Regions from separate parts of the Hordeum vulgare genome. Here regions 1 and 2 are each linked to region 3. Evidence: chromatin contacts called from public Hi-C data. All regions are on one chromosome and are shown on one strand. Each heading gives the region's core, a stretch centred on a gene start, on an enhancer-like site or on the middle of the called end of the contact. The rest is flanking DNA. Distances are from core to core; before and after follow the strand shown.

Region 1 (4,526 bases), core at 1,919-4,418, 500 kb before region 3:
CATATCTGGAGACGAGGAAGGGAGTAGCCCGAAGGTGGTCATCTCCATCGCCCGAAGCCTCGTCATCGACCTTGCCGGCCCGGCCGACAAACCACACATAACTAATCCATGGTTTGGTTCACATCACCCTCTTTCTTTCTTTTGTATGCTCAGATTTTCAGAGATCCCGTCATGATATGCCCTTGATCACTGGAAATAATATAGATTTTAATTTGGTTTGATCAATCTGCATAAGCAGAATGTGCTACACAGGTGACTACTCGAATGCTCGTTCAACGTATTTAATTGTTGTATTACACTCCCTCCGTCCCAAAATAAGTGACTTAAAAATGACTTTATTTTGTATTAAAGTTAGTACAAAACCGAGTCATTTTTGAGTCACTTATTTTAGGATGGAGGAAGTATTTCTTACTAGCCATTGAGAGTCGGGTTCATTGGCTGGATTACTAGGGGCGTCTAATATGTAAAGCTTTAGTTTGCACTGCAATTCAGGCCTATCTGACTCTGAGACGGGTGAAGGGCAAGCTCAATTGTTAGTTAGTACAAACAAGGTTCTCTACTTGTTCACTAGCAGTCTGTTTGATCTTTGGACTTGAAAAACTAAGAGCCACATGTTGTGTAGAGTGATGAAGCAATACAAGTAATATAATCATTCTGATTGTTTTCTATATATGCTTTTGCGAATTTACTGATTTGAATTTGCAATTGTAGGTACAATCCATATGTTCAGGCCGGAAGCATGATAAATCAGCGCTGTCACATCTTGATTTGAGTGATTTCATGCTCAATCTACTTATATTTAATGCATTCTAAGTGCAAAGTAATTTCAATATATTCTTGCAGGCTGGGTTCATTTTGATGGGTGGGAGATTCATGTCATTACTGGCTGATTATTGTGATTATTTCATCATAAATCTGCACTATGCTTTATCGGGGCATACTTCTGCTAATGTTGCAGAAGCGGTTTGTTATTCAGAACATACCGCTGTCAAACGTATCACTAAACACATATGTTCCATTGCAATTTTTGATATTTACACGATTGTCTTTGTTTCTTTTATAGATTTTGTTGGAGCAAAATATTAGTTTCTTATGCATTCAAACAGTAATAATCATCAGGGGCAACAAAATTTACAAGAACGGGCAACTGGATGGTGACTATCTCCACACATAGATCTTCCATTTGACACTGCATAACATATTATGACGTCAGAAGAACAATCTTCTGTGACGCCCGCAAAACGAACGTGGTCTACATCGATGAGTACTATGATGGCTCCGACAAACAGCTGCTCAAGCAGACGATGATGAAGGCAAGTGTTGGCTTAACCGGGGTACTGGAGGGCTATTAAAGTTATAAGAGTAGTTTGTAATACATTTTCTATGCCATCGGGTTGCATCTTCATAGATCTTCTTTCGTGTGCTAACTACCTCTGGACTAATTATAAATGAGTGGTCCTCATTATCTCTACAATCAGTTTAAATTGATCAGTAATGCATTTTTACTGGTCCTGTAACAAATGAAAAGTGTGGCCACCTACCTGGCATCGCACATGCATGTCTCAAAAAAAATGTAGCGACACTTTCATTCCCTGTTTCGGCAAGTGTAGACGAGGAAAATTGGCACTCATTTGGACTATATAAACACATTAACAACTACATCAACAAGATTAGTACGCACAGTCACGCCTAAGAGGCGCGCCAAGGGCGCGCCCCTGCCACTAGTTCGTTTCAAAGTCGCTAGCCCCTGCAGGCATGCGGCTTGGCAACTAGTATTCTACAACAGAAGGGTGCAGTGCGAAAAAGCATTTTACTAACCATACATTATTGTGACTATTCCTTGGTCATGTCTCAGTTTTAACTTCTTAAGATGATATTGATCTGAAAAGAACATAGATAAGCTAATGTCACATGGTTGGGGAAGTAAATAGTGTATTATACACCTTTTACATTGTATGTTCAGGAAGTGTAGGTGACCATGTTTGATGTTTTTACCACAAGGTGGTGCACTCAGGGGAAACTAGGTATGTATGCATGTATGTGCACTGTACTTATCACATATAAAGCATGTTTCCGCAATGCAATAATAGACAAAGAGTAAACTTCTTACGCTTGAACCGAAGAAGTAGAGACACATCATATTGCTGAAGAGGTGACCTGGGACAAACTGGCTGAAGGCACTCGTGAGCAATGTGTGCAACCGCCCACTCTTGACATTGTCCAGCGAAACCTGCACATTGCAACATTCATCAAATTACACTTCAACAACCACTTGTGAAATCAAAGCAAGGCCCCTTCGATTGATCGCTTACCGTGAAATGTTCCTTCATGAAAATCGGATCGACCATGTGCCAGAGCATGTAGACGGCCACATTCGCGCCCATAAGCATCAACACCATCCCGTCCGCTGATGGTAGCCAGCGCCCCCTTCAGGAGACACGGAAATCAAAATGACCAAACAACCCAAAACTTTCCCCATGTAATAAAGTCGTACCACCAGCCAAAACCTCACCAGGGTACGCGGCGGGGGAAGGTTGAGGACGAAGAGAGCCAGTCCGAGGACCTCCTCCGCTGCAGCGAGAAGAGCTCGAGCGACCCGGCGGCGCGCGCGGTCAGCCACCGCTTGGTGGCGGCCCGGGCGGCCGCCGCGACGGCCGCTGCGCTCACCGGTAGGAGCGTCCCGCCGCTGCCTGGGCTGCGCCAGAGGGAGTGGGACAGCGGGGAGCGGGAGGCGGCTGCTGGCGTGGAGGGGCAGTGGAGGGGGCGCATGAGGGGGTTGGCTAGGGGTCTGGGTTTTGGGATGGCGCTGCGTAGGGCTTGCTGCGCGAGGAGGGTCTGGAACTGCGGCAGCCTCCTCCGCATCGCCATTTCTGCTTCCACCAAGACACGGGTTGGCTGCCTGCCTGCCTGCCTGCCTGCCTCCGCCGCCGACTCCCCGACCTCGGGCGGTAGCCACCGGTACGGTTTTGATTCCCTTCCGATCTCCGACTATGGGGGCAGTGGGGTCGACCGGCAGTCAATATCACAGTCTGGAACAAATGGGCCGTGAGACTATTGGGCCCATGTTTTCCGGAGCCCAAGTTCGAATTTTATCTCTCTCGCTCCAGGGCCTGGGCCGACGCCCATTAGACATAGTTGTTGGATCCAACACGGACGGTTATACAGGTAGCAGTGCGCCGCGCAGCCGCCGCAGCGAGGTTTTAGGGGTAAGCAGAGAGGACTCCCGGCGGCGGCGCGAGGCGGAGAGATGTCGAAGCGAACTGGTCCCCCGAAGCACCAGAACAGCTACGCATGGAAGCCCAACCTCGGCCGGAAGATCAACGAGACCGTAAGCCGGCGACCCGCCTCCCTCCCTTGCCCGTCTTTTTTTTCCGTTCTTGTGGGGCCTAACCGCCGCAATCATCGCCGCTGCTCGCGCAGGAGCCCGGGGGCAGGTTCCGGCCTCTGTCGGAGATCACCGGCGTCTGCCAGCGCTGCCGGGACCAAATCGACTGGAAGCGCAAGTACGGGGCTCTCCCCCCTTTGTTATATACATTCATTAGGTCGTTGGTTTACTTGTGTTCCTCGGTCCGATCTGTTCGTCTCATCTTTTGCAGATACGGCAAGTACAAGCCGATTGTCGAGCCTACAAAATGGTAGCTTTCTTGCCCGCTTGGTTGCGGCATAGTATTTGGGAACCGTTGTTAGAGGGGGATTGTGATGGATGCTTATGGTTTTCTTTTTATTTTTGCAGCCAGAAGTGCAGTAAACGAAACGTCCGGCAGGCGTACCACAACGTCTGTACAGGTTAATTCCGGCTGCTCAGTGATATGTCCTGTTTCGGTGGTGCTGGTGTACCATTTGATTGTTGCTGATATATGTCTATGTGTGGTCTCTGTTTAATGCAGGTTGCTCCAAGGAGCTTGGGATTTGTGCCAAGTGCTGCACCTCTGTTAAGCAGCTTGTTGGAAGGTGATTCCCCGCTATTTCATTTTGTTGCTACACTAGTACTGGCTACACCGTAACTGGAATTTGAACTGTGTTTTATTGTATTTTACGTATTGTAATGATTCTGTGTCATCCTGTAGGGATGCTGAGGAAGAAGACAGTGAGCGCAAAGCACTAGAGGAGGTTTGATTCTTCTATAATGGAGGAGGATTGTTGTGAACCTTGAGAAATCCATTTGTTTTGTGCTGACCAGTGAATTATTTTATAGGCCATCAGATATGCTAGGGAGAGGGAGCGAAGGACACTGATTCGCCTTGTGAGCACTTGCTATTTAATTTTTCTTGCTGGATAAGTTTATTTTCAATGCACTTGCGCTTCTTTCTATGCTCTCCTTGATGCTGGTTCTAAGCTGACCTAATAAGCCCATAAGTTTGAATCTGAATAAAGGAACAAGTCCATTTTGACCCCCTCTACTCTTCTTGAGATTTAGACAAGAGGAAAACTTGAGGAGTATAAAACAGACTTTCCTTAATCCACCTCTTGAAATCAATAGAAGGCCCCACCTCTCAATTTTGAGCCTAGCACATTCTAAATTTTCC
Region 2 (4,279 bases), core at 1,108-3,607, 370 kb before region 3:
CGGCGACATGACCCTTTGGCGGTGGTGGCGGCTTGCGACGAGGTTTGGCTGACCGCGTCCTACAAGCCTAGATTTAAGCCCTTTGGGCCCGATCTGGGTCAAGGCTGGACGGTTTGGCCTCCCGTGTGTCGCCTTCAGCTCGTTTGACACGCTACAAGCGATGGGGCGGCTATTGTGCTGTAGTCCGGCGAGAGGAGCTTAGGTGGCCCGATTTGGGCCTGACTGGGTAGTTAGCCTGGCGTGCTCGTGCTCCTGCGTTCGATCTGCTACCACGTGAGCCGGTGGTGTTTGTCCCCTCCCACGTGGCTACGGTACTGCCGATCGCTCTCTATGCTGGCTTTGTTTTGATCCGTTCGGCCTCGCAGCGTCTATCGTGGCTAGACGACGGTGGTGTCCTCGTGACTGTGGTGGCGCATGTTGGTGGACGTTTGGCATGGTGGAGCCGAGGGTTGGTCCTGGACTGTGTGTGTGAGGGGTCGGGAGAATTCTGTGTCAGGTCTTGTCGGCACCAATGCGATGACGCCTGTGGGCGCAGCCACCCTTCTTGAAGGGCGTCGGGGTACCTCTCCCTCACTCCCCTCCGTGTACCGGGAGAAATCCTAGGATTCGCTCGGGTAGCAGCGTAGTCGTTGTCGGCGTCCTTCTTGAAGGTGTTGCTTGGTACGCGGTAACTCGTTGGCGTTGGAGTGTGGTGGAATTCTCCGGTGGGCGCAACAGTTAGGTGATGCTACAACATTTCCTAATCTAGTGTTGCCCACATTTTTCTCTTGTTTATCTTTTATTCTTTCTTTTTCACATGATTGTGTTGTTTGCCCCAGCATGAAACTTGTGGTGTATCGAATGGTCGCTATATTAATATAGCGGGGTGAAAGCCTATTTAGAGTAAACCTTTCATCACAGCTATTCTAGTTTCACTAATCACTCCGGTGTGTGGTTCAGGTGCATCGTAATAAGATTTTGTTTAGCAATGCATATCATAAAGAAAAAGGGAAACGATTATAGTCGGTGCACCGGCCGAACGCTCTGGCCGATCGCTTGCAACCCGCGCGATCCTTCTGATCTGGCGGCCCCTGCGCTACCGCCCCTCCACAGATGCCGCCAGCATCACCTATGCCGGCCCCCGTTGACCGCCGGCATCACCGGTGCCCGCCCCCGTCGGCCGCCCTTCCGTCGGTTCCACCCTTCGCCTGTCGTCCTCGTCGCCTGCTCCCATGGCCGGGCTCGCGCGTATACAAGTGTTGCAACCGTCATCTAAAAAGCTTCAAACGTTGTTGAAAAAAGCTTCAACAATAGACAAAGAAAGCTTCAATCGACTCTATCCAGCAAGGAAAGGTGCAATCGTAATTGCATTTTGTTATTACTCGCGAACTTTTTTGCTACACCCGTCAAAGCGGTGTTGCGACATCACGACGACGACAACGATGATTTTGCTGCATCCGTGATTAAAATTTCCTACATCGCTGCTTGTTTTTTGTATCATCAATGATTTTTGTTGCATGGCTCGATATGATGGTCAACATGATTCGGCCGACGCTCCGACGCGCGCAGATCAGTGAAATGTGAAATCGCTTCTTAGGCTCAGGTTTTCACATTGCAAAACTGATACACTATACAGTAGCATAGATATTCTATTGACCGATCAAATCTGAAACTTACTACTAGATGAAATGAAAGGGAGAGCACCGCAGGTGGAGGCGTGGAGCATTGATGGACGTAGAAGTTGACAATACACCCTGTCGGTCAAAACTAATAAATGGCTCGTGTATACGTACATACGATACTACATACGCCCGTAGGAGTTCTTTCATTCACACCACCGACGCGCACGGCACACCCCGCCCCACGTGAGTTTGGCGGAGAAGATTCCGAACGACCTAACTTTCAACGGGCTTTTTCTTTTTCTTTTTCTTTTTCTTTAAAACCACACTGGAAAGAAATCAAATATACACTGTGCACTCCAGCTGCACCGACACCACCGCTACCACTCCAAAAGGTTGGTTACCATTGCCGTCACAGTAAGTTTAAGTTAGGCGAAAGTAAGCATTGACCAGATCCGCGCACGCCACGCCACGCACAGAGTAGTCGGCCGTTTGGTAAACACGAGGAGACGGGACGACGCGCCGAACGAACGGATCGTCAACATCCGGCCGTTGGCTCCGGATCGGACGGCCCGCCGCTCGCGGTTGACCGCGCCGAGCCAGCCGCTCCTTTCTCCCGCCAGCACTCCAGCGCCGCGATCCCGATCCGTCTTTCACGGCGCGCCACCGTCTGCTCACTGAACACTTCCACACCGCCGCCCGGACGCGTGGAGATCTGCGCAGGAAGCCCGCGCCGCGGCTTATATAACGGCGCCTCCTCCTCCACATTCTCAGCGCCCATCACACCCCCTGCAGAGCCAGAAGCCACACACGCCTTCCTCCTCCTCCTCTGCTCGCATCTGGGATCAGGGAGGAGAGATCCGAGGCTTTTGGCCGGCCGGGGACGATGGCGCCGCTGCTCAAGGACGAGCTGGACATCGTCATCCCGACGATCCGGAACCTGGACTTCCTCGAGATGTGGCGGCCCTTCTTCCAGCCGTACCACCTCATCATCGTGCAGGACGGCGACCCCACGAGGACCGTCATGGTGCCTGAGGGCTTCGACTACGAGCTCTACAACCGCAACGACATCAACCGCATCCTCGGCCCCAAGGCCTCCTGCATCTCCTTCAAGGACTCCGCCTGCCGCTGCTTCGGCTACATGGTCTCCAAGAAGAAGTACGTCTACACCATCGACGACGACTGCTTCGTGAGTGCCACCACCACCAGATCCATCTCTTTCTTTTTCACTTCCGTTGTCATATCATATCAACTCTTCTTGGCCGGAGTTGACTGGTCTCCTGTCCTGCGGTGGCATTGCAGGTCGCCAAGGACCCCACGGGGAAGGACATCGACGCGCTGGCCAAGCACATCCAGAACCTGCTCTGCCCGTCCACGCCGCTCTTCTTCAACACCTTGTACGACCCATACCAGGAGGGCGCCGACTTCGTGCGCGGCTACCCGTTCAGCCTCCGGGAGGGCGTGCCCACCGCCGTATCGCACGGCCTCTGGCTCAACATCCCCGACTACGACGCCCCCACGCAGCTGGTCAAGCCGCGGGAGCGCAACGGCAGGTACGTCGACGCCGTCATGACCATCCCCAAGGGATCCCTCTTCCCCATGTGCGGCATGAACCTCGCCTTCGACCGCGAGCTCATCGGCCCGGCCATGTACTTCGGCCTCATGGGCGACGGCCAGCCCATCGGACGCTACGACGACATGTGGGCCGGCTGGTGTGTTAAGGTAACCACACAAACACTGAAACACATCGTCTCTGATTTCTACTTTACCACTCAAGTGCCAGTACATTTCCTTTTACTGAAGAACTTGTCTGAATGTGTGTGCAGGTGATCTGCGACCACCTTGGGCTCGGAGTCAAGACGGGGCTGCCCTACATCTGGCACAGCAAGGCCAGCAACCCGTTCGTGAACCTGAAGAAGGAGTACAAGGGAATCTTCTGGCAGGAGGACATCATCCCCTTCTTCCAGGCCGCGAAGCTGACCAAGGAGTGCGACACCGTGCAGAAGTGCTACATCTCGCTCTCGCAGCAGGTCAAGGAGAAGCTCGGCAAGATCGACCCATACTTCGTCAAGCTCGCCGACGCCATGGTCACCTGGATCGAGGCCTGGGACATGCTCAACTCCAAGGACTCCAAGGAGGCCGACGCCAACGGCAGCAAGCCAAAGGGGAAGTAGATCGAGGGAGAGAACCTTTTTTGCATTAGCATACTGAGCAGGCGGTGGGGCGGCGTATACCGGTAGCGAGCGTGCTTCGTCAGTTCGTAGGTTCAGTGCGTGCATCAGGTATCCAGGTTCAGGCTGTTGTGTACTACAAAACATTAGCTGCCGTTCTATCTTACGTTTACGTTAAGGGTCGCGTTAATTTTCCCCTTCTTTAATTTCATTATTATCAAACCATGACGTTGTTTTATCAAGGTTTAGTACTCCTACGGTTATACTTGTGGCTGCTAATGTTTCCGTGTAATCTTGTGTACACTGAAATGTGAGAATAAAAGGTTGTTGAATAAACATTGCAACTGTCCGTGTGTATAGTAGTACTGTACTCCTTCTGTCTGAATTTATTGGACCGGAAAGTCACCCATCAATGTACGTGTTTCTTCCGCTGCATTGATTACCTCAAGAGACTGCGTCCATCTTCTCACTCTGTCGGTCACGCAGACAATAGATGCAATGGCATCGGGA
Region 3 (4,587 bases), core at 686-3,185:
GAGCCCCACCCAAAGTGTAAACTCAAAGCAACGGACAACTGCATTGACGAACTATGCGTAAGGTAAACAATCCTTGCAACTGTGGTCACAAGCACCATTGTTTTCTCCCTGGTGGCAACAACACATGCCCTAGTCTCATATTTCTGTCACTCAAGCTAGACATCGAGGGGCATTGATACATCCCAAACGTATCTATAATTTCTGCTTGTTCCATGATCTTTTGGGTGACATTGTTATATGTTTTGCTACACTTTTATATCATTTTACACATATTTGGACTAACCTACTAACTCAGTGCACCTAGTGTGAGTTTCTGTTTGCTGATGTCTATTTTGTAGGGTTTTTTACCCAATTTTCCGAAGCCCAAAAAATTCCAGAAAAGTATATAAAAATCAGCGAAACAGAAGCTTTTGGATCACCGAAGATGGGCCAGAGGGGGGCCAGGGCCTCCTAGGCGACCTGCTGGCGCGGCTAGGCCCTAGGCCGCGCCAGGAGGCCGCTTGGGTGGGTCCCACCTCCTCCAGTGCCCTCCTTTAGCCTATATTTAGAGTCCCGAGAGGAAACCCTTCCAGAACTTCTGGAATCGCGAATTTCTCCATCGTTCCGCCGCTGCAGCGCTTCCGAGATCGGGAGCGTTAAGAGACCTCTTCCCGGCACCTTGCCGGAGGGAGGATTGACCTCCGGGAACTTCTCCACCGCCATGGACGCTTCCCGGACGTGCCGTGAGTAGGATTCTACAGGCGGCTTCTTCCGACACGCGGAGACGAATTCCGATGAGTTCCAGGTAGATTCCGGTCAGTTCTGCGGCGACGCGTTTGCTCCGACGAGGTTTGACCACTTTACGGGTTGAACTGTATACCACCGGTACTCAAAATGCATCTCCGCATGTCTATCTCGCCCTGAGTAAAATATTTGGTAGGACATATCCTAAAACTTGTCACCATATCCATTTTTGGATTATTTTCTTCGGGGTTAATCTAACCTTCTTTCCATGCATTTCTTAGATATAGCAATCACAGAAGAAAACAAAATCACTAATCAAGGAGCACCTTTTTCAAAGATCACTTTCATCTTTTCAGGTTGCGACAAGTGACGCACTATATGTGTGTTAATTATCGCAACCTGAGAGTTTTCCCTTTTTACTTAGATCCGTATTTTCAAAATGTTTTATCTTTTAAACGTGCGTTCAAATCTTGAACCGTTTTCATTTTTGGATTTTCTCGCGTCGAGATCTTCAAAACTAGATTCCATGTTCATAGGTTTTGACGAACTTTTTTTATGAAAAAAACAAACGAAAAATACCATGCCTCTCACGAAAAAAAGAAAACACATTTTTGTCGTTTTCGAGAGACACAATCATCCCTCTTGCCGAAACAAAACTGCGCCTCTTATGAAAGAAAAATAAATAAAAACATGTTTTTTTGCTTTTCCGAGAGGCACGGTTGTGCCTCTTGCGAAAGCAAATCCATGGCTCTCGCGAAGGAATAAGAAAACAAAAAATAATATTTTTTGTTTTCGGAAGACACAGACGTGCCTCTCGCAGAAGCAAATACGTGCCTCTGATGCAAGAAAGACCATGCTTTTAAAAAACATGTTTTTAGAAAAACCTTTAAAAATATCAACCTAAAAAGCTGAAAACATGTAAAAATATTAAAAAAATAAAATTTGAAAGAATAAGGATGATTGAAAACGCGTCAAAAGACAGCGCGTGAAAATGATAGCTGAAAAGCTTTGAAAGAAGTACTCGGCAACTAGTTGCTCTCAAAAAACAAAATCTTTCAAAAAGGCTGAACACGAAATTAAAGTGGGCCGCCTTCTGGCCCGCATGCCTGTGGCTTGCCCCGTCCAAAACAAAGCGCATCGTGCACGCATATGCCACTCTCTCCGGAGCCCTGAGAAATTGCTAGCCTCTGACAAGTGGGGTCAGCTTGCAACAGCCAGTCCCCCGAGACCCCGACTCTTCCACCTCCTTCGTCCACCGCCTCGCCGCCGCCTCCTTCCTCCCCCCTCCCCCCTCCTCGGGCTCGGGCGCCCCAGTCAGCCCCCTCTCTCCTTAAACCCTCGGCGCGAGCCAAACCAAACCCCGTCGAACCCTCCCACATTCCTTGCCCCTCCCGCAAGCCGCGCCATGTCCCGCATCGCGAGGTCGCGCCTCGCCCTCACGCTCAGGACCTCCGCCGCCCCCTTCTCCACCTTTTCACCCGCCGCCGCCGCGTCCTCCGCCTCGAAGGAGGCGGCTGCCGCTGCCGACGCATCCCTCGCTCCCAAGGATGCGGCGGCTGCCGCCTCCGTGTCCTCTTCCGCCGCTGGCGATCCCTCCCCGGCGCCGCCTTCGGGGGCCCGCAGTGCGTTCGGCCTGCTCAAGACCGGTATCCTCACCGCCGTCACCGCCGCGTTCGGCGCCACTGGCTATGTCACATACGGTGCGATCTCCGATCCGTGTTCCTCCGCGGGATCGCTCGGTTTGGTCTGGTGTCGCGCGTGTGATTCGTGTTTTCGTCTCTGTAGCTTATTCTCTGGATGAAGTGGACCACATGACGCGGGACTTCCGGAAGAACTCGAAGATTCCAATCAGCGAGGACTTGTCCGGCTTTGAGGTAACATATCGTGTTTTTGGGTGCTTGTGTTGTTTTATCCTGTTATAAACATGAGGCAGCAACATTTGGATGATTTTAGGAAATGTGATCTGATGAGGTGTGCACTAAACTTATAGCATATCATGCATGGTAGTAGTATTTTTTGTTGTTGTGATTTGCATCATCTCCTATGTTGTAGCTTACACTTTCTGGAATAAAATATTTGGTCGTTAATTTTGAGTAGCAAGGAATGGGCATGTATTAAAAGGATGTGAAAATCTTTTGGTCTGGAGCATGATGTTCTATGGGAGGCTTGCATTGAGGGGTTTGGGAAAACCTGAAGTAGAGTACAACAATAACTTTCTCCACTGGATACCAACCGTCAATTGTGTCTGACAATAATGGTTTTTCATGTGTGCAGAAGTTTAAGGCTATGGCTTATTCAGAAACTATGAAAGGTAGGGACTACTGCACACTCATTCCTTGTCTTTACTGTTATCTCTTGGATGCGGATTGCCAAATATCGTGCAGACATTTTCTTCATCCACCTAATGAGCGACTCACTATCCTGTTATGATTGCTTAGTACTACATAAACTGGCAGCTTCCAGGCAACCTTGGATAATTTTTCTCACACACCAGTGAATAACCAAGTCTCTTCACTTTTAAGTACTCCCTCCGTCCGAGCGTGTCAAAAACGCTCTTATATTATGGGACGGAGGGAGTAGTATACAGTGGCCAGGGAACGCGTTTCTTTATTAACAGGAGCTTGCGTATCATTAGACTGCATGTATCAAATTATATATTTTTTAAATATACTGCGATCAATTTGTATGAAGAGCGGGTGTCATTGGTACTAAAATTGTTGGCTATAATCTATTCAACCTGGCTGTAAATCATTGCATGATAATGTTTGTATATGTATATTCTAGATTGCTCTACAAATGCACATCACAGGGAAGGAGCATGAGATGAGCTTATTGATTAACCTGAGCAGCTAGATACGCTCTTCAGTTAACATCTGTTACTACATTATTTGTTAACTGTCTGCTTATGTTCCTTATCGGTTGAGTCATTCGTTCTTTTTGCCTGCTCAGTATAAACTGTATGTTCTGTTCTGCAGTTCCTGCTTCTGCTATTGACCTCTACTTGGATGTCAGGAGCCAAATTGAAGATCAAATTCAGGCTAGTAAAAAAGATGGACCTTTTGCTATTGGTGATCCATTTTTTATATTGTGAACTATCCATTCTTTATGATACTAACAATTATATGCACTGCAGGGATTTGTTGAACCATCATCAGAAAAACTCCTTCCAGATCTACCTCCTCAAGAACAGCATGTCTTTACCATAGTTCTGGATCTGAACGAGACTCTTGTATACTCAGATTGGAAGGTGAACTTGTGTTTCCTATGAAGTTTAGAATCTTGTTGTTTGTTATGCCTGCTGCTCATGTGCTGCACATGTATTACGAGTGTATGGCAATATGAGTAAATCTTTAATATACCAGAAATTTGGACTTCAAACTTACTAAAATTAGCTGTATAGAATATCAAAAGATAAAATATTTAGATTCATTGGTAACACATGTTTGATTTTTTTCCTTCTGTATACGCCTTCCTATTTTAGTTTTATAGCATGCAGGCTTTATTTGTTGCCCCCCCTCCCCCTGGTGCTGAATATTGGTTGATCAAGAATTTATGGTAACTGTTTTACATATACATATATATATATTCATAGCGTGAGAGAGGATGGAGGACTTTCAAGAGACCAGGAGTAGATGCCTTTTTGGAACAGCTTGCGAAGTTCTATGAAGTTGTTGTGTATTCTGATCAATTAAGTATGGTAAGTTTTATTCTTTAGCTATTCAGTGTGTGTGCGCAAAATCTAACTCAAATGAAACTTTGCTACATGTGTAGTATGTTGATCCTGTTATGGAAAGACTGGATGCAAAAGGCTGTGTCCGGCACAGGTTATCAAGAGTTGCAACTAAATATGTGCATGGAAAACAC

Evidence for each region. Hi-C and Micro-C count contacts between places; a contact is called where the count stands out from the background.
Region 1: a Hi-C map of leaf shows a contact between it and region 3, with 9 times the contacts expected there. The contact joins the promoter of LOC123444478 here to the promoter of LOC123444475 in region 3. A contact is called at or near these places in 4 of 6 Hi-C or Micro-C datasets (leaf and seedling) and 1 of 1 datasets of contacts at active chromatin or transcription factors (embryo).
Region 2: a contact with region 3 is called in a Hi-C map of leaf, with 10 times the contacts expected there. The contact joins the promoter of LOC123444476 here to the promoter of LOC123444475 in region 3. A contact is called at or near these places in 4 of 6 Hi-C or Micro-C datasets (leaf and seedling) and 1 of 1 datasets of contacts at active chromatin or transcription factors (embryo).

Annotation. Positions count from the first base shown.
Region 1 is chr3H:498,116,839-498,121,364 of MorexV3_pseudomolecules_assembly, reverse strand. It overlaps LOC123444478, which reads left to right and starts at 3,168. Exons shown (of 8, transcript XM_045121198.1): 1 at 3,168-3,328; 2 at 3,421-3,503; 3 at 3,597-3,635; 4 at 3,734-3,786; 5 at 3,888-3,951; 6 at 4,068-4,110; 7 at 4,196-4,243. The coding sequence starts at 3,248. LOC123444477 (RHOMBOID-like protein 12, mitochondrial) reads right to left here and starts at 2,995. Exons shown (of 8, transcript XM_045121197.1): 1 at 2,513-2,995; 2 at 2,313-2,427; 3 at 2,111-2,230. The coding sequence starts at 2,868.
Region 2 is chr3H:497,986,484-497,990,762 of MorexV3_pseudomolecules_assembly, reverse strand. LOC123444476 (UDP-arabinopyranose mutase 1-like) reads left to right here and starts at 2,357. Exons shown (of 3, transcript XM_045121196.1): 1 at 2,357-2,787; 2 at 2,901-3,320; 3 at 3,425-4,105. The coding sequence starts at 2,485. The coding sequence ends at 3,772.
Region 3 is chr3H:497,613,582-497,618,168 of MorexV3_pseudomolecules_assembly, reverse strand. It overlaps LOC123444475 (mitochondrial import inner membrane translocase subunit TIM50-like), which reads left to right and starts at 1,935. Exons shown (of 11, transcript XM_045121195.1): 1 at 1,935-2,423; 2 at 2,509-2,597; 3 at 2,998-3,034; 4 at 3,699-3,760; 5 at 3,857-3,970; 6 at 4,316-4,420; 7 at 4,495-4,587. The coding sequence starts at 2,129.